Regions from separate parts of the Mus musculus genome. Here regions 2, 3, 4, 5, 6 and 7 are each linked to region 1. The links are chromatin contacts, called in public ChIA-PET, HiChIP or PLAC-seq and promoter capture Hi-C maps. All regions are on one chromosome and are shown on one strand. Each heading gives the region's core, a stretch centred on a gene start, on an enhancer-like site or on the middle of the called end of the contact. The rest is flanking DNA. Distances are from core to core; before and after follow the strand shown. Region 1 holds the start of Rer1 (retention in endoplasmic reticulum sorting receptor 1). Region 2 holds the start of Mib2 (mindbomb E3 ubiquitin protein ligase 2). Region 3 holds the start of B3galt6 (UDP-Gal:betaGal beta 1,3-galactosyltransferase, polypeptide 6). Region 4 holds the start of Fndc10 (fibronectin type III domain containing 10). Region 5 holds the start of Atad3aos (ATPase family, AAA domain containing 3A, opposite strand). Region 6 holds the start of Tmem240 (transmembrane protein 240). Region 7 holds the start of Aurkaip1 (aurora kinase A interacting protein 1).

Region 1 (3,065 bases), core at 279-2,778:
AGAGAACAGGGTTCTTTCGTGCCCATGTTTACCTTTTTTTTTTTTTTTTTTTTTTTTGAATACAGAGACACTAAGGCTGATGATTAGAGGCCTGGATGTCCAATAACAAGCATGCAGGACGCCATGATGGTGTTTGTGTGTGACACTCTGGGTCTACTGCCCCACTCTTTCCCTCCCACCAATAGTTCCACCACCCACCAGCATGTGATGACCTCCAAGCCTACAAGAATTGGTCTTACATTGGTTCCACCATGACTGGGTCCAAGTGGTAGTCCCAGTGTGCAGGCGCAGTACCAGGCTATGCTTGGTACAAGACTGACTGCCTCCCACACCTTTTCTCAGGAATCTGGCTCTGGAATGAGCTCTGCAATGATCACAGGCTTCTTACCGTGTTTCTTGCCTCCCTTCCATTCTCCTTCATAGCGGAAGAAAGAATTTGGGTATACATATACGCCATAGCCTGTGTTCGGAAAAGAAGATGAACATAGCAATGGTTTGCCATCAACAGACACAGAGATGGGGCAGCTCAGGGTCTGGAGTAGTCTGCAGGTCATTTCTCATCAGTCTCTTGAACATGACAGGATGGTTAATTGCTCAAGATGGGTGCTCCCTCTCCCTTGCTTGGGTTTTGTTACATGGATAGTACTGAGGGAAAGGCAGGCCTGGCCAGAGGAGGGCTAAGACAAAAGCTGATTGTAGGCTCTTTAAGAGGAGGCGGTGAGGGCACGGAAGCAGTCAACAAGCTCCGTGAGGATACAGCAAAGAGCCCACCCTGCCAGGACCGTCACTATCCTCCTGTCCCCACGGGACAAAAATCCACACTCACTCCTAATTACTCCTGGCTGCCTCATCTTTTATCACGCAGCCAGCTCTGAGACATCACACCCAACACCCATCTCTCAGTTCCTGAGATGGATAAGCAACCCCACTGCTTTCTTGCCAGCAAGTCGCAGCCTGGGACGGGAAGACAGTGGCACTAGCATGGACTCTGACCTCATATCGATCCTGTTTCTCCGGTTTTAGAACAACTTTTCATCAGACTGCATTGGGCGAACCTCGTGTGCTCACCCAGCCAGCCTGACCTCAGCTCTACCTGCCCCCCCTGACGCAGGGTCGGCTGGCCGTGAGCCTGCAGCCTGGACCACGCCTGTGGAGCACGCGAACGCGACGGAGCTCCAGCGGGGAGACGCAGCCCGTACCGTTTCGCGGCGGCAGTCTCGGCGAGTGCCGACGCGGCTGGAGCGAAGCCTGGTAGGGATCGCCAGCTGCCTCCATCTTGCCGCCAAAGTTTCCCTAGCAACCATAAAGCTGCCTTCCATTGGCCTCCGGTTGCCATGGGGCGTGGCCAGGAGACCATAACATCCGAAGCAGCGGCGCCGGATCCGGAGCCTGAGGACGTCAATGCGCCTGTGCACCACGGCACGTTTCCGCCAACCCCGTCCTTCCGCCGGGAAGCGCTCCCGCCAACGGCCTCTGCGTCCATACCGGAAGCGGAAATGGTTGGAGCTTGGGCCCCGCCCCGCGGCCATCTTGGCGGCTGGAGGCGCCGCGGGACGGAACGGAAGTGCCTGTGCAGCTTCCCGGATCCGGAGCCGAGCTCTGGCGGCCGCCCTGCCCGCCATCCTCCTTCCGCAGCCGTGAGGGAGACCGCGGCTCGGCTGCACCGGAGCTGCGAGGTGCTGGGGGTGGGCTGGTGGCGCGGACCTGGTCGGGCGGCACACCACCGCCTTCCTCTGGGCTGTCAAGGCCACGGGCGAGCCGGCGGGCGGCGGGCGGGCGGGGCCGGGCAGCGCCTTTGAGCCTGGCGAGGGGTTGCCAGGGGCGGGCCGATCTCCGAGAGGGGTGCGCGAGGGGACTGCTGAGCGCTGCCCGCCGCGGCTCGCGCGCCGCCCCGACCCCCCGGCCCCAGGTCGTGGAGGAAGGTGGCCTGTTGTTGCCTGCACAGATCCAGGCGGCATGTGTTAGGTGTCCTCTTGCTACCCCACTACCGTGTTCAGTTTCGGGGCACACGTGTAGGAATTAAGCCCGAGCGCGAAGACAGTTACTGAATGGATCGAAGGGGTGCTGGTTAAATGGGTCTAGATTATATGGTGACATTAAGGCAGTAAAATGTCCAGCCCTCCAGGCTGTACTTCCAGCGTGGAGCAGATAAGGCTACATTGTCTCCCTTAGCAGGGTATCAGTGCAAGAGGGCTTCATACTTCCACATTGAGAACCCCCAGTGGCTTTTCTTTCTTAGTTCTTAATAACAGATACTATCCAGGAGGTGGTGGTGCACGCCTTTATGTGAGGCAGAGGCTGTGAGTTTGAGGCTAGCCTGGTCTACATGGAGCAACCCTGTTGGGGGCGGGGGGAAGACTTAGAGACTAGTTATACGTCTTGGAACTGCCTGTTTTTTTGATGTGAGTTTTTTTTTTTTTTTTAACCCTCATTAAGGTGCTCAGAAGAGCATCAGTAAACCCATACTCAGCCCCTTAGATCCAGGTTGTGTGTTGGGGAACTGGTTGCGGTGGAGGTAGAACATAGAGAAAGGGCTGGGGATGATCCAAGATGATCATTTCCCACCCCACCCCCAAAGGTGAGAGGGGCCCAGAGAGGGAAGGACTCAGAGGGGCAGGGTCTGGAAGGGTTGACAGGGAACAACTCTTGAGGCATGCAGGTGCAAGAGGCAGCGACCCCCAGATGCTGTGCAGAGCGCTTTCTTCTCTGTGGTGTATTACTAATTTAGGAGTGATGGATTGCAGAAACTAGACAAATGATGGGCTCCAGAACACGGGGGTAATGTTCTGTGTGTGGTACTTGTCCCCCTTAGAACAGTTTTTGTCTTGTTTTTTTTTTTTTTGTGACAGAGCATAGAGCAATTTCAGTAGATATGTGACAAGCACTGTAGGTCGTGAGGCCCATCCTAAAACAAATCAAGGTCCCTCAGGGAGGAGCGTGCATTCCGGTGAGAGGAGATTGAGAGATTACTAGAAAGGGATTGGAAAACAGTTGTTACAGAAAATGCAAACAGTGACGTGACATGGAAACGTGGAAACGGTGGTCATTGTGGACAGCATGGAGGG
Region 2 (3,034 bases), core at 397-2,896, 580 kb before region 1:
TGACTTAGTCCCTAAACCCCAGCACTTGAAAGGCTAAGATTGTAGGACTACAGAGCTACAGTGTTGGAGGTCAACCTGGGCAAAAGTAAGATGCTGTCTCAAAATAAAAATAGCCTGTAAAATGACTTAGCAGGCAAAGACGCTTGCATGAGCCTCTGACTGCACATGTAGGTTATTGTTGTATACCGGCCCGCGGCCCACTTGGGCCTACACCTGGGAGGCAGGCTGGGGCTGAAAGAGACTAGACTTCGAGAGAAATTAATGGAGACCAAGACATGATTCTGTTCAAGGCCCGCCAGTTTACTAAGAGAGTGTGCTCATAACAGGGAAGGCCCATCCCCTGCCAGTCCATTTCTGGTGTCTGGAGCCAGCCTGTAGGCGACTTGCAGGATAGGGTGTTCTTCAGGTATATCTCAGCGGCCTCTCAGCAGGTAGCAGTGTCTTGGAGGAGCAGTGGCAGGTGGCAGAACAATAGAGCCATCTAGGCAGGAAGGCTCCACCCCAGGTAATCTCCCTAGTGGCCTCAAGGTCAAGGTCTGGATCAGCTTGTTTCAGGCTGGGGGAGGTTACAGCTTATGGCACTGGTGTCCCCTCCCTCAACAAAAATAAATAAATGTAAAGAAAAGAACAAAGAACAATTACGATTGTGCCGGAATAGACTGGGTTCATATGTGGTAGTGTGCAGCAGTGGAATACACCTAGACAGCAAGCTGGTGAGGGGACAGTTACAATACATATGGAGGTAACTTGCACATGGGGGCAAAGCTTGTGGGGAGAGTTGCTGGAGAACTATGTTGTTGTGGTCTGAGGAACTTCATAGAACTGTCTAATACATGTAAATCAAGGCAGTATACTGTTTATAAACACAAAGGCCAGGATGACTGCTTGTTAACTTTATGCCTGTAGGACTAAAATCAGTAGCTGGGTAGGGGGTTGCTCAGTAGGTCTGAGTTGATTCCCACCCCGCTCCAGATAGAGGATAGGAAAACAAAAGAAAAAAGATGGGCGCAACTCTGATTATAAAATAAATTAAGTCGTGCAGGGTGTGGTAGTGCATGCTTTAATTTCCAGCACTCTCGAGGCAGAAGCAGGTGGGGCTCCATGAGCTCGGGGTCAGCAGGATCAACATAGTGAGGCCCAGGCTATGTTGCAATATGTTGCTACACGTTGCTACATAGTGAAACCTTATTTCAAAAAGAAAAAAAAAAGCCAAAAGAATTACTTTGGATGCGTTTTCGCTACATCTCTGGAAACCCCACCCATTTCAGGCAAGACGTCACCCGAAACTTCTGTCTCCAAGGCAACAGAGAGCGTCCTGGGAACTAGTACTGCGCAGGAGACCTGTGCAGGGCTGGCTCCGCCCACACGCACTTCCGGGTGCGACTTTGCGCCCATCCCCTTTCAACGCTCCCTCTCTGTTCCAAGAATGCCGAGACGCAGGCATTTCCAGTTTCTTCTTTAGAGAAACAGAGCTCCCGCTGACCATGCATAACGCGTCCGTCGGTCCCTTTGCTACCAGACCAGACGTGTACGTCATGCTCGGGGTGCCTTGGTAGCTATAAGCCCCGCCCCCTGACCCTAAGCATAGTGCGTCACGCGCAGAGCCTCCTGGGAGTCGTCTGTCCCGCCCCCGGGCTGGCTCTGCAAACTACAGCTCCCGGCAATCTGTGCGGCGCCCCGCGACTGTAGTCGGGGAGCCGTGGTGGGGCTCCCTGGTGGGCTAGCGCAAGAGAGGCGGCCTTGCTAAACACTGTTAGGGGGCGGAGGACGGCGGGCTGCAGCTGGCGTCTCGGTGGCGAGCCGAGGCTCCACTGTCAGCCTCTGCGCTGCTCAGGGGCGGGTATTCCTGGGCCGAACGAGCGCGGAAACTCTTGGCAAGTGGGGGGCCGGGCCGGGCGTCCTCCCAGCGACGGGGGCGGTGGCACGGGGCCTAGGGGTCCTGATCGTCCTGACGGGGCTGCGGTTTTGTTGGCTGACCTCGGCCCTTCAGCGCGACGGGCTTTTGGTGCTTCTCCCCCTGGACCCAGCTCGTGCCCGTTGCGCGTTCTCGGTGCGTGGGGGTGATGCAGCGTGTCCCAGCCACCAGACCCATGGGAGCTTTTTAAGGCGACCAGCGGCCTCTGTCCCTTCTCAGATGTTAACTGCGTCTCAGCACCCCTGGCCATAGGTTTGGATCTCCTGGGGCTTTCAGAGAGGAAGGTCAGCACGGCGGAGGCCAGTCCCAAGTCTCCAAGCATCAGGGCTCCTGCCCGATTCTCAAGGCGGGTGGGGGACACTGGACCTCCAGACAGGTGAGCGCTTGACAGTTCGGGTTTGGTTTGTTTCTCTTGAGGATGCCGTCTGATGTGTCAGGGTTTGTGTTTCTGTTTAAATGTGCTTGAGTGGACTGGGCAGTGAGAAATCGTCCTTTCTGCCTCCTTTGGGTTCAGAACCAATAAGAAAAGCAGAGATGCCAGGAAGGCTCTTAAGGAGCTAGTGGGCTTGGGGACAGAGCAAGATTGGCTGCTTATAGAATGTCTCCTGGCTATATATTCCACTGTGGCCTGTTGCTTCTGATGCAACAAGTATCTGAATGTCATTATCCCACCCAAGGTCAGCCCTAGGCAGGGTGGTGAACCCCAAGCTACAGTGTACCTAGAGTTCCCCAGAGATTAGTAGCCATGATACCCCTGAACCTTAATGATGTCCCCCAGCAGATGTCTTGGTGCAGGGTAGATCTGGTTTCCTGGCCTCTGTGTCTTCAGTTGACATTCTTGTTTGATTCTACTAGCATCTAGGACATCCACCTGCCTAGTAGGGGCCTCTGATGAACCAGTTTTGTTAGACATTTTTCAATTCAACAGTATCTCCGACACCACCAGAGGTATAGGGAGATATACTCGAGTCCTGAATCCTCTCTATGTCATGTAGTTTTATTCATTTGAATAAAGGCAATCTGCTAACTTTTATACTATAACATGACTTAATTTTTTTTTAAAGATTCATTTATTTATTATATGTAAGTACACTGTAGCTGTCTTCAGACAATCCAGAA
Region 3 (3,127 bases), core at 309-2,808, 910 kb before region 1:
AAGCCTTGGTTGGCCAGGAACTTGCCAAGCAGACTGACTAGGCTTGCTTCGAGTTACAGGCAGTAGACTCAATAGTTCAAGGCCAGCCTCAGCTACATAGTAAGTTCAGGCAGGCTACATGAAACCCTGTCTGGAACCTATCGCTAACAACAACAAAAGAGGAAAGGGAAAAAAAAAAAGACCACCAAAGTCTAAAAACCAACAGTGTAAAACAGCCCAAAAGCTGGTAGTGGACTGATGATTTAGCCCAGTAGTAGAGCCTTTGCCCAGCATTTACGGTGCTGGATTCGATCTCCTCCAGCAACACAAAAATAGGAATGTAAAGAAATAAAGCCTGGCAGGAAGAAAAAAAAAAAAGTTAAGTAAAAGAAAAGAAAAAGCCTTTAATTCTAGCACTAAGGAGGCAAAGGCAGGCGATCTCTGAGTTCCAGTGCAGCCACTCTGGTCTACAGAGTGAGCTCCAGCACAGCCCGAGCTACACGGAGAAAGCTCGCTCGTCTCGAAAAACGTCAACAACAACAACAGTAAGTAAAAGCAATGTCGGTTTAAGAACTACGCCGAACAGTACCGGAGAAGAACGCCCACCAACCCGGGCTGGGCAGGAAGGTTTTACCCAGGCCTTCCATTTCCAGCTCACACTACTAGAACTCATGGCGCACGTTTTACCAAAGGGGAAACCGAGGCAGAGATGCTGCTGGACCACAAGTTGAGGTCACAACGCCAGCCGGTAACAGAGCCCCGAGCCTCAGATCCCCCGCGGCAGTGAGTTCCGGAAGCAGCAGCCGAGGAAGAGGGCGGCCCGCGGGGTCGAGCCGGCTCAGACCTGGCGCGATTCGAACGCTACCCGAATGGCCTCCCAAGCCCGCCCCTCGCACGGCGACTGCAGGGACCCCTCACTCACCCCGGCTTCTGATGCGCCGGGTCTGGGCGCCCGCCAAGTCTTACGCAGAACTCGGCTCAGGCCGCCGCCATCTTTCTTCCGGGAAGGGGCGAATAAGACAACCGGGAACGGTGGGGAAAAAAACACCCGGCCTCCGGTACGAATCTCGAAGCCGCCATCTTTCTTATGGGCGGAAGCAGCCTCTGCGAAGCAACCAATAGGAATGGCGCGCGGGGTCACGTGTCAATCATTCTGGGCCCAGCCCTATCCTTCAAAGCCGCCCTGGATATCAGCTCCGGGGAGTCGAAACCCCCAGCCACGGTGCGCCTCGGGGCTCCTCCCACGTTACCAGGCCTAACCGGCCGCGCCAGTCTCCGAGTCGCGCAGGCGCCTTCCAGCGTCCGAGTCGAGTCGCGCAGGCGCCTTCCAGCGTCCGAGTCGCGCAGGCGCCTTCCAGCGTCCGAGTCGCGCAGGCGCCTTCCAGCCTCCGAGCCTTCCAGTCTCCGAGTCGCGCAGGCGCCTTCCAGTCTCCGAGTCGAGTCGCGCAGGCGCCTTCCAGTCTCCGAGTCGAGTCGCGCAGGCGCCTTCCAGTCTCCGAGTCGCGCAGGCGCCTTCCAGCCTCCGAGTCGCGCAGGCGCCTTCCAGCCTCCGAGTCGCGCAGGCGCCTTCCAGCGTCCGAGTCGCGCAGGCGCCTTCCAGCGTCCGCGCCTGCGCTCCTCGGCGGCCTCTCGCCCGCAGCATGAAGGTATTCCGGCGCGCTTGGCGGCACCGGGTGGCGCTGGGCCTAGGCGGCCTGGCGTTCTGCGGCACCACTCTGTTGTACCTGGCGCGCTGCGCTTCCGAGGGCGAGACGCCCTCCGCTTCCGGAGCCGCTCGGCCCCGCGCTAAGGCCTTCCTGGCGGTGCTGGTGGCCAGTGCGCCCCGCGCGGTCGAGCGCCGCACCGCAGTGCGCAGCACGTGGCTGGCACCGGAGAGGCGTGGCGGACCCGAGGACGTGTGGGCGCGCTTCGCCGTGGGCACTGGCGGCTTAGGCTCGGAGGAGCGGCGCGCTCTTGAGCTCGAGCAGGCGCAGCACGGGGACCTGCTGCTGCTGCCCGCCCTGCGCGACGCCTACGAGAACCTCACGGCCAAGGTCCTGGCCATGCTGACCTGGCTGGATGAGCGCGTGGACTTCGAGTTCGTGCTCAAGGCGGACGACGACTCCTTTGCGCGCCTGGACGCTATCCTGGTGGACCTACGCGCACGGGAGCCCGCACGCCGCCGGCGCCTCTACTGGGGCTTCTTTTCCGGGCGCGGGCGCGTCAAGCCGGGAGGTCGCTGGCGAGAAGCAGCCTGGCAACTCTGCGACTACTACCTGCCCTACGCGTTGGGCGGTGGCTATGTCCTTTCTGCGGACCTGGTGCATTACCTGCGCCTCAGCCGCGAGTACCTGCGCGCGTGGCACAGTGAAGACGTATCGCTGGGCACCTGGCTGGCACCAGTGGATGTGCAACGGGAGCACGACCCACGCTTCGACACGGAGTACAAATCTCGAGGCTGCAACAATCAGTATCTGGTGACACACAAGCAAAGCCCAGAGGACATGTTGGAGAAGCAACAGATGTTGCTGCATGAGGGCCGGTTGTGCAAGCATGAGGTGCAGTTGCGCCTTTCCTATGTCTATGACTGGTCAGCTCCACCCTCCCAGTGCTGCCAGCGCAAGGAGGGCGTTCCCTGATGTCACTGCAGGTGCCGGGGTCTCTCCTGACACAGGCCAAGCATCCTGAACAATCTGATAAATGATCTGGGCTGAGCTTGGTTTATCCAATTGCTGTTGAGACCTTGGGACTGATGGCCAGAGACAGCTAACAATGTCTAGTCCACTGAGGGTGCCATTAGTGGTCTGGTGTAAGGCCTACCCAAGGACATCTGGTTATGAATGTGGAGATTGCATCTGAGCGCGTGCGCGCGCACGCGCGCGCACACACACACACACATGCACACACACTGACCATGTAATGCCACCTATCAGCCATCTGGAGTGTGAGGGAAGGGCCTCCTCACTTGATGAGTTTAGAGTGCCCTCATTCTGCAAACTCTGCAGCTCACTGCCCATCTTGATTGTTCTGCACAGCCTCACCTGCAGACTGTGTTGAATTCATCTCAAAATGTTACTTGTCAAAGTTGTCTTTGTATTGTTCAGACAGAGTTCCATTCTGTTGTGTCTCCCGTTTTTTATCTTTTGTCATGGACAAGTATGAGGTTTGA
Region 4 (2,768 bases), core at 71-2,570, 610 kb before region 1:
GATACTAAGGCACAAAGCTAACCTAAGCCCACTGGGGTAAGGTGGGGTGGGTACAGGCTCCAGAGGTCACTCCTCCCAATCTGCAAAGTACAAAGTGACCAAGCAACAATCACGGCCAAGCTTTGACAACCTGGCACAGGATGAAAGTTCAGGTTCATGATCCTGGGTGCCAGTGGTTTTTGCCAGAAGGGAATGTATATTCTGGCCGGCTCTATAAAGGCCTCTGGAGATGGAGAAGACCCCTGGCTGCCATTGACACTCTAGCCCAGGCCTATGGGCCAGTCTGAGGCCTGAGTCTGGAAGGCAGATACCCATCTGGGGCTGGCAAGGTCGTGGGATGATGCCAAGGTCCCTGCATGGGCTAGTTTCCATTAGGCCCTCCATGGGGATCCTAAAGAGGGAGAGGGAATGAGAGAAAAGCAGAGAGAGGGCCTTAGGGTCTCAGCGCACTTGGCAGATGGAACCCAGGTGGGCGGGTCGCCTTGCGCTTCAGGGCTGCCTGCGCAGACTGGGTCGCCGGAAGGTCGGGTGCATGAGGTTCTCGGTGATGTAGGCCACCAGCAGGCAGATGACCACCAGCATGACACAGATGGAGCCGCCTACCGCCGTCATGGCCACCACGATCTCCTGCATAGCTGCCGGTTCGGCGGTGAACTCCACGCACTCGGCCAGCTCTGGCGGGACGACGGCGACCTCGGCGCGCAGCGGCAGCTGCTGCAGGCACAAGCGGTAGCGCACGCTGTCGTGCACGTCCGGTAGCAGGTAGTCGCGGCAAGAGGCACCCAAAAGCACGCGATCGCAAGGGAAGCGCGTATAGGTGCCACGCCACGAGCAGTTTAGCGCGAAGACGCGCACGCGGCGCGCCTCTGCAGGAGCCAGGCGCCACTGCAGCAGCACGCTGCGATTGCGCAGGACGTGGGCGCGCAGCGAGCCACCCGCCGAGGCCAACGTTTCGCAGCCCGGCGTCTGGCAGCGGAAACCCCGAACGGGGCTGCGAAAGCACAGGCGCCCACCGCCCGTCTCTGGGCCCTCGGACAGCACCTTGTAGGGGCACCAGGGCGCGTCGGGGGCCGGCTCCCAGCCCGGCGGCGTCGGGTCCACAGCGGCGCCTGACGGTGGCGCGCATGCAGCCAGCAGCAGCAGCAGCGGCGGAGCGCGCATCCTGCGGCTAGGCCGGCGCGGCGGGGCGCGGGCTCGCGAGCGCACGGGGCGCGGCGGAGGGTCACGCGGGCCGCGCCGCCGCAGCCGCTGCCGCGCTCCCCCCACGCAGCGCCCTCCGCCGCCACCCGCTCCGACCCGCTTCACGCCCAGGCCCGGTGCGCGCTCGGACCCAGCGGCAAAGGCGGGGCTGCCCCACGTCCCGCCCCCTTAACCCTCTCTGGGCCGCGTCCCACGGGCATGAGAAAGTCTACCTAGCACAGGCGGGTGTTGAACGGTGGTCCTGGGACAGGCCCTTGCCACAATTGATGAGAACTCCGGACGGTCCCTCTATCCGGTGCTGGCCCCTCGTGGCCACCGAGAGCGTCCTGCCCGCTCTGACCAAGAGGATGGACAAAGGGACTGAAATGTAACTTCACTCTGAGATCCTGGATCTTTGGAGTAGATGGCATCCACTAGGGAGGAAAATCTGAGGCCAAGGTTTTGACTTGGTGAAAATTGATTATTCTGCACTCCTGAAGAGATGTTGCAGGCAGATCTCCTCTATCTCATTGTTCCTTCTCGTCATTGGCTCTTGAAGAGGCTCAGGACCAGACAATGAAAACGACCCCACAAAAAGCCACCCCGAGTCAGGCCGATAGAATCCAAGCTACTTAAGAACTAGCCCACCCGGGCAGGAGAGATGGCCCAGTGGTTAAGAGCACTGGCTGCTCTTCCTGAAGTTGTGGATTAAATTCCCAGCAACCACATGGTGGCTCACAACCATCTATAATGGGATCTGATGGCACACAGGTGCACACACTTATATATATGTATAGAGAGAGCACTTATATACGTAAAATAAATACATCTCTAAAGAAGTGGGAAAAGAGAATAGCCTACCTGGGCTACCAAATGAGTTTGGGGTCAACCTGGGCAATTTAGTGAGACCCTCAAAATGAAAACAAAAAAATAAAATAAAATCAAACCAAGCCAGTTATGGTGCCCTAAATCAGCAAGATCAAAGGTCTCCTTGACTACTTGAGACTAGTCTCAAAAAACACAAAACAACCAAGCAAGGAGACACAGGGGGACGGGCAGAACCACTGAATTCTCACCCCTGCACGGTCACCAAACAGAGTCAGGGCCAAAGGACACCTGAAGAGACTGCCCTGCCTGCCCTGCCTGCGCTAAGTAGGGGGTGCAGCCAGAACCAGCTAGTGCCTAAAAGCTCTGCTGCTAAGGATCAACGGTGCACTGAAAAGGGAGGCGAGTGTGGTCTCACCCTACTGTACGTACTGTCCTTTGAGGTGACCTTAGCCAGGAAAGGAAACGGAGGGTGTGCGGGCTGCAGTGTTCTCTAGGTCCTACCTCCTGTGTCTGTAGACTATGGTGTTTCCACACACCTACAGCCCTTATCCTAGTCATCCTGAAAACCCCAAGCGGTAACTGAGCCTGAGTTCAGTATCAGAAGCCTCTATGCAGCCATTGTGCACCTCATGACTAACTTGGAAGGATCCAATCACGACACCAAGCCTCTCCAATTTGTAGAGTCTAATAAGATCTCCGTCCTCAGTGGAGGGCAGGGGTTTCAAGAGATATACTTCCTGCCCCCACCCTATTCCTACCTT
Region 5 (2,767 bases), core at 3-2,502, 670 kb before region 1:
AACATAGACAGGAGTTGTTCCAAAGAACCATTTCTAAACAGGTCTACCTCCCCCATATCCTTTTTCCACTATCTCTGATGGGTGGTGGGCTATAAGGAAGGTTACAGCACTCAAGAACTATCATTAATAGTAAGATTTTAAAAAATTAAAGTTTTATAAAAAATAAATACGACTAATAACATACCTTCAACTTCCTTTTTTATCATTTAAAATTGCCTTTTGTCCAGTGTTAAAAAACAGTCCAAACAATTCTGTGAACTCAACCGGTTTTATGAAAGATGCCTGGACCCAAGACGCTGACTTTGGTAAATGTGGGTTCCTAGTGACAACTGCCACTGTCCATGCTACCTTCCACTTGCCCAAAGGTTAGGTCAACCCTAGGTCCAGAGCAGGCACCTGGCTCAGCAGGCTCCCAAGGAGCGCTCACTGGCTAACAAGCACAAGCCTGGAGCACCAGCCCTCACTCTAAGTAGCTCCTGAGTGTAATGTACCCTCTGCAGGCTCTGGGAGTCGGCTTGGCTTTCTGGCTTGTACTGCAAAGCAGCAGCATGCCAATAGCCGCCGTGGGTTGCCAAAACACCAAAGAGGATCGGGCTCAAAACACCGCCTGAGCAATCGTAGCAGAATGGTGCAGGATTGTTTGTCAGAGGCGCCCAAGTCTCTGACCTAAGTAACTCTCTTATTCTTATGCACGCTTGGCTGTAGGAGCCGCTGGCCTGGAGACGCTCAAAGCAGCCACAGATATACATGAATCCGGCTCCGAGAAAGCGTGGGGTCACAGCAGGGGTGCCCGGCCGGTCGAGGGGCGCCAGGGACCCCTTCTCTAGTCCTCCCGGCTGGAGGTCTCACCCCGATTACTTCGCCCTTAGTTGCAGTGACCTGAGGCATCTCAAGTCCGGAAAAAATTAGCTCCGGGAGACCCACAGCACCTTCAGGTTTTCCCTTCCTCTTCTGTTCTTTGGGTAGGATTCACAGCAGAAGAGTTCTGACCCTCCGTGGTGTGAGTCCAGTGTCTCTGATCGTCTGTGGGCTCTGTGGCTGGGGCGTCTCCATAAATGCCTATAGCGACAGGTACAGAACGACCCCAGAGGAATAGCACCTTTGCTTAAAAAAAAAAAAAAAAAAAAAAAAGTTTTCTAGGATGAAGGCACACCCACCTCGAAAACTTTGCTCCTATTTGCCTGGTCCAGGAGCTCTGTCCAGTTCCGCCTCCTTAGAAAGCTGGGCAAATCGTGCCACCGACGCCACTGGCGTCCCTATGTCAGCGGCCAATCCGGCGGCTGAGAACGTCTTGACCCTCCTAGGTTTCCGTCGTCCAGAAGGAAGGGGTGTGGCTCGCGCCTGCGCAGTGAGTCGCGCCCGCGGCGCGTGGTGACTGCGAGGAGCCTCGCGAGTCACGCTCCGGTACGGTCCGCCGAGGGCGCGCGGAGCTTGCAGACCATGTCGTGGCTCTTCGGCATCAAGGGCCCCAAGGGCGAAGGCACAGGGCCTCCGCTGCCCTTGCCGCCCGCTCAACCCGGGGCGGAGGGCGGCGGTGACCGCGGGGCGGGAGACCGGCCATCGCCCAAGGACAAATGGAGCAACTTCGACCCGACGGGCCTGGAACGTGCGGCCAAAGCGGCTCGCGAGTTGGAGCACTCGCGTGAGTGCGCGGGCTGGGCTTGGCGGGCCGAGGCCCTGGGAAATGGGAGGTTTCTCTCGGAGGCACTAGCTGCTGCCCTTAGGACTTTGGTCCTCTTGACGTCTTAGCAGCACAGTGGTCGTTCGCAGCCGTACCTTTCAGGTGACCTGAATGGCCGCTTATGGGACATTTGGTCATAGCCGTCCTGCATTGGGGGAGACCCCGATCCTGCCACCCTCTTGCACTTGTAGCTGTCAACACGTAGGTCGTAGGAGAGACCCTGTGCCAATGTTGGCCTTACCTACTTTACTGTTGGGCTTTCTAGCTGCCTCCACGTGGTGCAGGCCAAAAGTCATAGCCAGGTCAGGCGATCCTGTGTTGTGGTAGTTAATAGCAATCTCTCACTTAAAAAGGAGAGAGTAGATGTCGTGTTTACTATTGGATGATAGCATTCCACTGTGGAACGTGAGGTGAGGGTGTCCGTAAAGGTTGATCCTCTCTGAGACAGATTTTAGCATTGATGGATCCCAAAGGCCAGGACTTTTCCCAACAAATGACACATTTTTGTTTTGATGTTGACAGTTTGTGCCAAAGTGTAATGTAAGGTGGATTTTTTTGATTATTTTGCTTTGTTTGTTCTTGTTTTTATAAAGACTGTGCAGCCCTGGCTGAGACTCCTGTAGACCAGGCTGTCAGAGAAATCACAGCTCCACCTGCCACGGCCTCCTGAGGCGTGTGTCACTATGCCTAGCTAGTTGAAATATTTTTAAGAGCCTGCAGGGGGCTGCAGAGATGGCTGAAAGGCTAAGAGCACTTGTTGCTATTGTAGTGGACCTGTGTTCAATTCTGTGCACCTATATGACAGCTCAAAACCTTCTGTAACCCCAGTTTCAGGGCATCCAAGGACTCCTCTGGCTTCTAAGGGTACCAGACATATACATACTTATATGCAGGCAAAAACTCAAATACATAAAAAATTTTTTAAAAGCCTGAAATGTCAGCTTTGTTGAATGAATACTTATTGAAGGATGTTTCCATTCTCAATTTTGTGTTTATGCGGGTGTTCTGTTTTTCAAAAGATCCTATAGGGAAGCCCTAATTTAAATAGGTATAATATGCAGACCCTCTGAGAGAGAGTCTGGCACT
Region 6 (3,092 bases), core at 272-2,771, 650 kb before region 1:
TTGTGTAACCTTGGGGAAGTCTACTCTGTAAAGCCTCCATCCACTTCCTCCCAGTCTGAACAGTAGGGACAACGGTTATCGCATGAGGGCATCTCTGGAATGAGTGCATGCGGATGTTCGAGTGCGCTGTGTACGCACATGTATATGCACAGACAGTACACACATGCGCGGCTCATGAGAAGATGTTTATTTCATACATGGACATACAAACATGCAAGGCCAGAAGACTTCATCACTACACATGCACAGAAGGGGAGGTCCCTGAAGGGTGTGGTGGGTCTCATTGTGACCTTGAGCAAACCCCAGCGTAGCTACTTCAGCTCCTCCCCTGCACAATAGTCATCAGTTGTGGCAGGTGTTCCTCAAGGTAGGCCCTTCCTATCTTGACCTCCTGCTCTTGCCTGCCATGGCCACAGTAGGCCCAGGAGGAAGACTTGGGTCGGAGGCAAGACTACTGCCCCAGGCTTAACCAGCTTCCTGGCTTCCACTGTGGACACTACTCAAGGATGCTGCTCTCAGGCCTCCGGGCCCTGGACCAGGAGGCTCCTTGGCCCATAATGCCACCACCAGGCAGCCTTTTCTCTAAAGGAACTGGAGGAAGGAGTTCCTAACAGACTCAGTCATGCTTCCTTTCCCAGGGAGCGGCTGGCTGACCTAGGGTTCCCGTTAGCCACCCCTCCCCCAGCACCTGGCGGGCAGAAGCGGCCCCCATCATCCAGCCAGGCTCTGCGGCCCAGCCTGCTCCGGGCTCACCGGCCAAGTGGGGCCCGCTGCACAAGTGTGATCACGCGTGTAGTGCCTAGAGCCGGGGCGCACTCACCGGCCACAGTTGCAGTGGCAGACGCGGTCCTCGCCCCGCAGGTGCGGGAGGATGTAGTTATGGAATCGGTCCAGCAGCGCGTTCATGTCCATCAAGCACGCGATGGCCTGGAAGAGCCCATGACCGGTCAGGGCGAGGAGTGGGCCGGGCCGAAAGGGGTGCCAAGGGGGAGTACTAGACTGCAGGGGTGGGTGGGTGGGTGGGGAAACGCAGGGCAACCAGGGCGAGGGCAGCGCAAGATCGCAGCGAGGGCAGCGCAGGCCGCACGGGCCGGTAAACAAGGAAGCGAGGTGGGGTAGGCGCGCGCGCGGGCGGGCGGCAGAAGCAGGGGGCGCGCGCGGGAAGCCCCTCCGCTCACCATCACGATCGACGCCCCCAGAATCATGAAGATCATGGTGTTCGCACTCATGGACATCGGGCGGGGCCGGGCCGGGCCGGAGCGCCGCCCCCCGGCCCCGGTGCCCCTCCCGGCCCCGGCCCGATGCTTAGCCCGCGCCGCCTCCGCAGAGGTCAGCGCTCGCGCGCCGGGCCGCCGCGGACCCCGGGGGCAGGCGCGGGCACAGGCAGCCGAGATGTGGGGGCTGACGTGGGGTCGCTCGCCTGTCGCCCGTTGCTGGCAGCCCTCCGCTCCGCCCTCCGGTGCTCCCTGCGCCCGGCTCCCTGCGGTCTGCGCGGCGGCCCCCTCCCTCCTCCCTCTTCCCTCCTCCAGGCTTCTCCCTCCCTCCTTTTCTTCTTCACTATCTCCTCCCTCCTCCTCCTGCCTCCGCCTCCGGGGAGGGACTTCGCCGCCCCGCGCCAGCATCCAGGGGCGAGGTTCTCCACTCCTGTCCCTGTGACGCAGCCCGAGACCCCTCCCCTCCGGCCTCGGCTCCACATTGTGCCCCATGTCATCAGCCTTGGCTCCGGTCTCCCTGCCCAGTGCCGCGCTGGACTGGGCCTTGGCCTGGACCAGGTGGTCGTTTCTGCTCTACTTCCCCAAGTAAGGCCCCTCCTTCTGGTTCTCCGGGTTCCAGAGAGGGACAGGAAGTGTCAGCACCCGCCTCCTCCAGCAAGAAAGTGCCATCAGAGGAGGGGCCTGGAAAGTCAGAGGAACCAGGGACTAATGACTACATGAGCAGAGGTAGGAGGGCAGGAGGGTAGGCGATACGGATGCGATGCGGAATGGGCCAAGTATGCCATAAAGATCGTGGCAGTTGTGGGAAAGACTAGGCGATTTCTGAGGAGGAAGGGGTGCTGGAACAGCTGCCAGCGTCTATGATCCTCTTGTGGCTGCCGGTCATGCTGGGATTGAGTCCCAAGCCCTGTGCTGGCCACAGAGCTGACAACAGAAGAACCAACCCTGCCCTGTGTTGGAAAGCAGGAAGAGGACAGCTGACCTCCAGCCCCCCAAGTCCAGACCCCACTGTATCTGAAGGTTCCAACAGGAGTTCAGTTATATCAGCTCACACAGGCCCTGAGCTGTTAAGGCACCAGGGTCCGGCCCTACTTCTCAGAAGGGTGCTCTCAGGTTTATCACAGGGTTGGACTCAATGGCCGAGTAGTCTCTTCCTCAGCAGGGAGTCAGGCCAGGAATTCAGGACAAACCAAAGACTTCTAGCAGCACCTATTTTGTGGCAATTCCAAGGTTTTTTTTCCCCTTAATAAGACAGCCTGTTGCTTTATTTAGGTTTCTGTACAATTCAGCAGTGGAGAGAAAAGGGCCAACAACAGACACTTGCTGTAGGCTGTAGAGTAAACCATCTTTATTTCTTTTGGTTAAAAACAATGGATTTGAATCTGGCATTTCTGCGTACGTCTCATTCCATATGTACAGTACATTGATGATGTACACCTAGCAGTAAAAACAAATATCTGAAAGGAAAACACACTGAAAAAGTGGCTTCAACAAAGGTGGCTGTGCAGGGCAGGCCATGCACCGAGCACAGGAGGCTCAGTAGAAGCAGACAGTATGCAGAAAGGCCCGGCCACTCTTCTCCTCGAACTCCTGCAGCAGCTCGTCGATTTCATTCTCCATGTCCTCAGTGTGCTGGATCTGGGAAAAGCACGGCCTTGAGTGAACCCGGGCATTGTGACGCGCCTTCCCTGACCCTGCCCTCCACTGATCTTCACTTCTGCAGGGACCCAGGCTTCAGGATAGCTCCCTCACAGCCTGTTCCTACCAGACATATACAACATATCATAGGAGTACCCCATATTGGGAGTGGGACGGCTAGATTCAAAGGGAGGCCTGGACCCCAAGGCTGGAACTCAGGTTCTGTTCTCAGGCGTCGTA
Region 7 (2,877 bases), core at 329-2,828, 740 kb before region 1:
CCTCTTTTAACCACTGTCAGTCTAGGTCCAAGGGAGTGCCCATATTCACCTGCTTCTTCTTCAAACGTCCTTCCCGGACCTTGCGACGTAGAAACCGGGTCCTTTTGACCAGTTTACGGTACTTGTGGTGGTTCATCTTTCGCCTTCGGATCTTCAGCACGTTTTTGCACTGCACTGGAGTGGCATCCCAGGCTTCCCTGACTCCCTGCTGGGCTTCCTCCTCCCCCTGCCTAGGTGGACATTCGTAGAACTGGGAGGGAGCCAGAGTCACTGGGACCTCGACATTCCGTCTGGGCAATAAGTATTGAGCAGTCAGCCAGCTCTCTAGAGGACTGATGGCCATCTTCCTGGGGACCAGGAACTCCTCAAGCTCTGACTGGGTCCTCTTACCAGGGAGGGAGGCAGCCCGACTTGGGCTTGCAGGCTGCAAACTGTAAAGGGGTCGAAAAGCATAGCTGCCAATCACCCCGGAGCCAGGGCAGGAACGACTGAAACCTGGGGAAACAACACAGTTGCTACTAGTGCCATCACAGCAGATCAGAACACCACTACTACCCAGGCTAGGGCAACATGTAGACCCAAATGGTAAGGCCTGCCCCTTATCCTTCCGTCTGGAGTTGTGATGTGCTCCTACATACTACATGCAAGCTCGCAGGAAAAGGTTTGTGCCCAGGCTCTTATTCCCAGTAGCGACAGGAGACTACTGAAGGCGAGCTGGGCCGCGATGATTCCCATCCCCAAGTCAGGTGTGGATTCCGCGTCCAGGGGCGTCTTACCTGCCCAGGGAACAACAGTCCTGGCCAGCCGTGAAGTCAGGCGCGCCAGGAACATGGTGAGCAGTTGGTCCGGCGGCAGCGCTCAAAGCTAGAACACAGGAACCAGCTGAGGTCACGCAGCGGCGACGGGCAGTGCTCTCGGCCGCAGGCCTCGCATATCCCATCACCCTGGGTCCCCCTGACCCGCGATAAGGAGACATCTTCAAAAGTCGCTCTGAGCGCAAATCCTGTCCCTACTTCTCTCCACCAGCGTGGTCGCTGTAAGCCGCCCACCCACGGTTCCCGCTCAGGCAGCGAAACCCACAGCGCAGGACGATATCGACGCTCGCACGCACCAAACAGACGCAGGCCAAGCGAGCTCCGCCGCCGCTCATCATCTGAGCCCCGCAACAGGCCCACCGAATCCCGGAAGTTAGGACCGATCAGGTCGCCTCTGACCTCGACCACTTCCGGTCCCTGGTCCTACGCAGCGCCCTCTGGTGCCCGGCTCTGCGCTAACTCGATCCTTGCGTGCCCGAAGGCGATCGCTTCCGGTTGGAGGGGACGCTTCCCCTGCCGCTGTTGTCCAGCAGCAACAACGTTCCGGGTAAAAAGTGCCCACACCCGACACCCACCACAATCCCGGAGAGTGCTCTCTGCGTGCACGCGGACTTTACAGTATATATATATATATTTTTTTCCTTTCGTCTCTCCCAAGCCGGTTAGCCTCCGGGTACCGCCATGGACCGTAGGACTGCGGAAGTGACAAGTGGCGCTCCTCCTGTTAGGGCGGCAGGTCGTTTAATAGTCCTGTGGGATAGGCTGGCTGCAGAATGGGGCGCTCTGCTTCTTGAGGCCTCAGAAACTCCGCCCTGTTCCTGCTCCGCGGTCCTACCCTGCCGCTAATCTCAAGTGAAAAAAGTCCTAATTTCTTTAGTGTGCCCTGAGGAAAAAAAAATTTTTTTTAAAGATTTATTTATTTTTTATTATATATAAGTACACTGTAGCTGTCTTCAGACACTCCAGAAGAGGGAGTCAGATCTCATTACGGATGGTTGTGAGCCACCATGTGGTTGCTGGGATTTGAACTTCGGACCTTCGGAAGAGCAGTCGGGTGCTCTTACCCACTGAGCCATCTCACCAGCCCCCTGAGGAAAAATTTAAATATCCTCACACACACGTTAATTTTTATCCCAAAACTTAAAAGCAGCTTCTTCAGAATACGGCTGCTGCTTTCCTTGGCAAGAGCCTAGCAATCCACTGCACCTCAGTGTGGACCAGAAAGTCCTGCTGGCTCCGATGGACAGGGGTGCAAGACTAGGGTTCTCCTTCATTTGAGAAACTACGTATGCCTCGCATGAGGGATTTCTGTGGATTCTTAACACAAAGTGGCCAAATATCTCATTCTCAGGCATTAACCTAGCTAAAGTTACATAAACCAATAAGAGGGCAGAAATTGCAGGCTGTCGTCCCAGCTGTGTAACTGAGGTCACAAAGTGATGTTGCGTGTACCCTACCTTCGAGAGGGGATGCTGGAGATATTTGTCTTTTCTAATGATGTTTCGAGAGGGGAGGCACAATGTGCACCTGCATATGCCACAGCACACATGGAGTCATTTCTCTTCTTCCACATTTAAGGAAGTGAATTCCAGGGATCTCATTCAAGTTGTCGGGTTTATGTGGCAAGCACTTAACCACTGCGCTAGCCCAAACAGGAAGGTTTATGCATTTTAGTCTGTCTTTAGTTCAGACTCTCACCCTGGGTTTAGCCACAAAAGGCAAATGGAGTCTCTAGATTCCAGCCCTCACCTTGGTGCTCCCAGTCCTCAACATGGCCAGCTTTTATTTGATGTGTTTCTCCTTGGATTGCATAACTAAAGGTTCAAGGAGATGAATAAAAGTAAATAAATCCATCAGAGAAATGGTCATGTTCACAACAACCCGTATCGGGACAGGTCTTTGTAGAGTCAGGGACAATAAGAGAAAGGGCAAGTGGAAACAAGTTTTGGAAAGAGACCAAGCAAAGCATCCTCCTTACACAATCCCGGGAACTAGCAAGTTTCTAGTCTTCCAGGAGGTGAGTAAAGCCAACCTTGTTAAGATCCCTATACTTTCCTGGGTG

The links. Promoter capture Hi-C pulls out the DNA fragments that hold promoters and counts their contacts. ChIA-PET counts read pairs in DNA pulled down with a chosen protein or histone mark. HiChIP or PLAC-seq counts read pairs in DNA pulled down with a chosen protein or histone mark. Capture Hi-C pulls out chosen DNA fragments and counts their contacts.
Region 2: a contact with region 1 is called in an H3K4me3 HiChIP or PLAC-seq map of the 230-238 cell line, with 12 read pairs. The contact joins the promoter of Mib2 here to the promoter of Rer1 in region 1. A contact is called at or near these places in 6 of 39 promoter capture datasets (the C10 cell line, cranial neural crest, embryonic stem cells and 2 more), 3 of 115 datasets of contacts at active chromatin or transcription factors (the 230-238 cell line and memory CD8 T cells) and 3 of 9 other capture datasets (adipose tissue, liver and pancreatic islet).
Region 3: a promoter capture Hi-C map of liver shows a contact between it and region 1, with 4 times the contacts expected there. The contact joins the promoter of B3galt6 here to the promoter of Rer1 in region 1. A contact is called at or near these places in 1 of 39 promoter capture datasets (liver) and 1 of 9 other capture datasets (liver).
Region 4: a promoter capture Hi-C map of liver shows a contact between it and region 1, with 2.5 times the contacts expected there. The contact joins the promoter of Fndc10 here to the promoter of Rer1 in region 1. A contact is called at or near these places in 4 of 39 promoter capture datasets (erythroid cells, hippocampal neurons, liver and 1 more) and 2 of 115 datasets of contacts at active chromatin or transcription factors (epiblast stem cells and memory CD8 T cells).
Region 5: a contact with region 1 is called in an H3K27ac HiChIP or PLAC-seq map of embryonic stem cells, with 6 read pairs. The contact joins the promoter of Atad3aos here to the promoter of Rer1 in region 1. A contact is called at or near these places in 5 of 39 promoter capture datasets (the C10 cell line, erythroid cells, liver and 1 more), 1 of 15 datasets of contacts at CTCF or cohesin (embryonic stem cells), 1 of 484 Hi-C or Micro-C datasets (embryonic stem cells), 2 of 115 datasets of contacts at active chromatin or transcription factors (embryonic stem cells and memory CD8 T cells) and 2 of 9 other capture datasets (adipose tissue and liver).
Region 6: a contact with region 1 is called in an H3K27ac HiChIP or PLAC-seq map of double positive thymocytes, with 2.8 times the contacts expected there. The contact joins the promoter of Tmem240 here to the promoter of Rer1 in region 1. A contact is called at or near these places in 2 of 39 promoter capture datasets (both in liver) and 1 of 115 datasets of contacts at active chromatin or transcription factors (double positive thymocytes).
Region 7: an RNA polymerase II ChIA-PET map of memory CD8 T cells shows a contact between it and region 1, with 30 read pairs. The contact joins the promoter of Aurkaip1 here to the promoter of Rer1 in region 1. A contact is called at or near these places in 2 of 484 Hi-C or Micro-C datasets (CD4 T cells and muscle stem cells), 2 of 115 datasets of contacts at active chromatin or transcription factors (extraembryonic endoderm stem cells and memory CD8 T cells) and 1 of 9 other capture datasets (liver).

The regions. Positions count from the first base shown.
Region 1 is chr4:155,084,816-155,087,880 of GRCm38.p6, reverse strand. It overlaps Rer1 (retention in endoplasmic reticulum sorting receptor 1), which reads left to right and starts at 1,528. Exons shown (of 7, transcript NM_026395.2): 1 at 1,528-1,676. Morn1 (MORN repeat containing 1) reads right to left here and starts at 1,304. Exons shown (of 14, transcript NM_001081100.1): 1 at 1,200-1,304; 2 at 389-460. The coding sequence starts at 1,275.
Region 2 is chr4:155,667,831-155,670,864 of GRCm38.p6, reverse strand. Mib2 (mindbomb E3 ubiquitin protein ligase 2) reads left to right here and starts at 1,646. Exons shown (of 20, transcript NM_001369164.1): 1 at 1,646-2,291.
Region 3 is chr4:155,991,109-155,994,235 of GRCm38.p6, reverse strand. B3galt6 (UDP-Gal:betaGal beta 1,3-galactosyltransferase, polypeptide 6) reads left to right here and starts at 1,558. Exons shown (of 1, transcript NM_080445.4): 1 at 1,558-3,127. The coding sequence starts at 1,620. The coding sequence ends at 2,597. Sdf4 (stromal cell derived factor 4) reads right to left here and starts at 1,393. Exons shown (of 7, transcript NM_011341.5): 1 at 902-1,393.
Region 4 is chr4:155,692,894-155,695,661 of GRCm38.p6, reverse strand. It overlaps Fndc10 (fibronectin type III domain containing 10), which reads right to left and starts at 1,320. Exons shown (of 1, transcript NM_178699.4): 1 at 1-1,320. The coding sequence starts at 1,161. The coding sequence ends at 490.
Region 5 is chr4:155,759,677-155,762,443 of GRCm38.p6, reverse strand. Atad3aos (ATPase family, AAA domain containing 3A, opposite strand) reads right to left here and starts at 1,252. Exons shown (of 3, transcript NR_027972.1): 1 at 1,158-1,252; 2 at 667-1,059. Atad3a (ATPase family, AAA domain containing 3A) reads left to right here and starts at 1,346. Exons shown (of 16, transcript NM_179203.3): 1 at 1,346-1,642. The coding sequence starts at 1,441.
Region 6 is chr4:155,733,233-155,736,324 of GRCm38.p6, reverse strand. Tmem240 (transmembrane protein 240) reads right to left here and starts at 1,521. Exons shown (of 4, transcript NM_001101506.1): 1 at 1,179-1,521; 2 at 821-927. The coding sequence starts at 1,235. Ssu72 (Ssu72 RNA polymerase II CTD phosphatase homolog (yeast)) reads right to left here. Exons shown (of 5, transcript NM_026899.3): 5 at 2,446-2,852. The coding sequence ends at 2,751. 1500002C15Rik (a long non-coding RNA gene) reads left to right here and starts at 1,883. Exons shown (of 2, transcript XR_001784583.2): 1 at 1,883-1,940.
Region 7 is chr4:155,829,970-155,832,846 of GRCm38.p6, reverse strand. Aurkaip1 (aurora kinase A interacting protein 1) reads right to left here and starts at 1,578. Exons shown (of 4, transcript NM_025338.4): 1 at 1,112-1,578; 2 at 777-864; 3 at 50-495. The coding sequence starts at 831.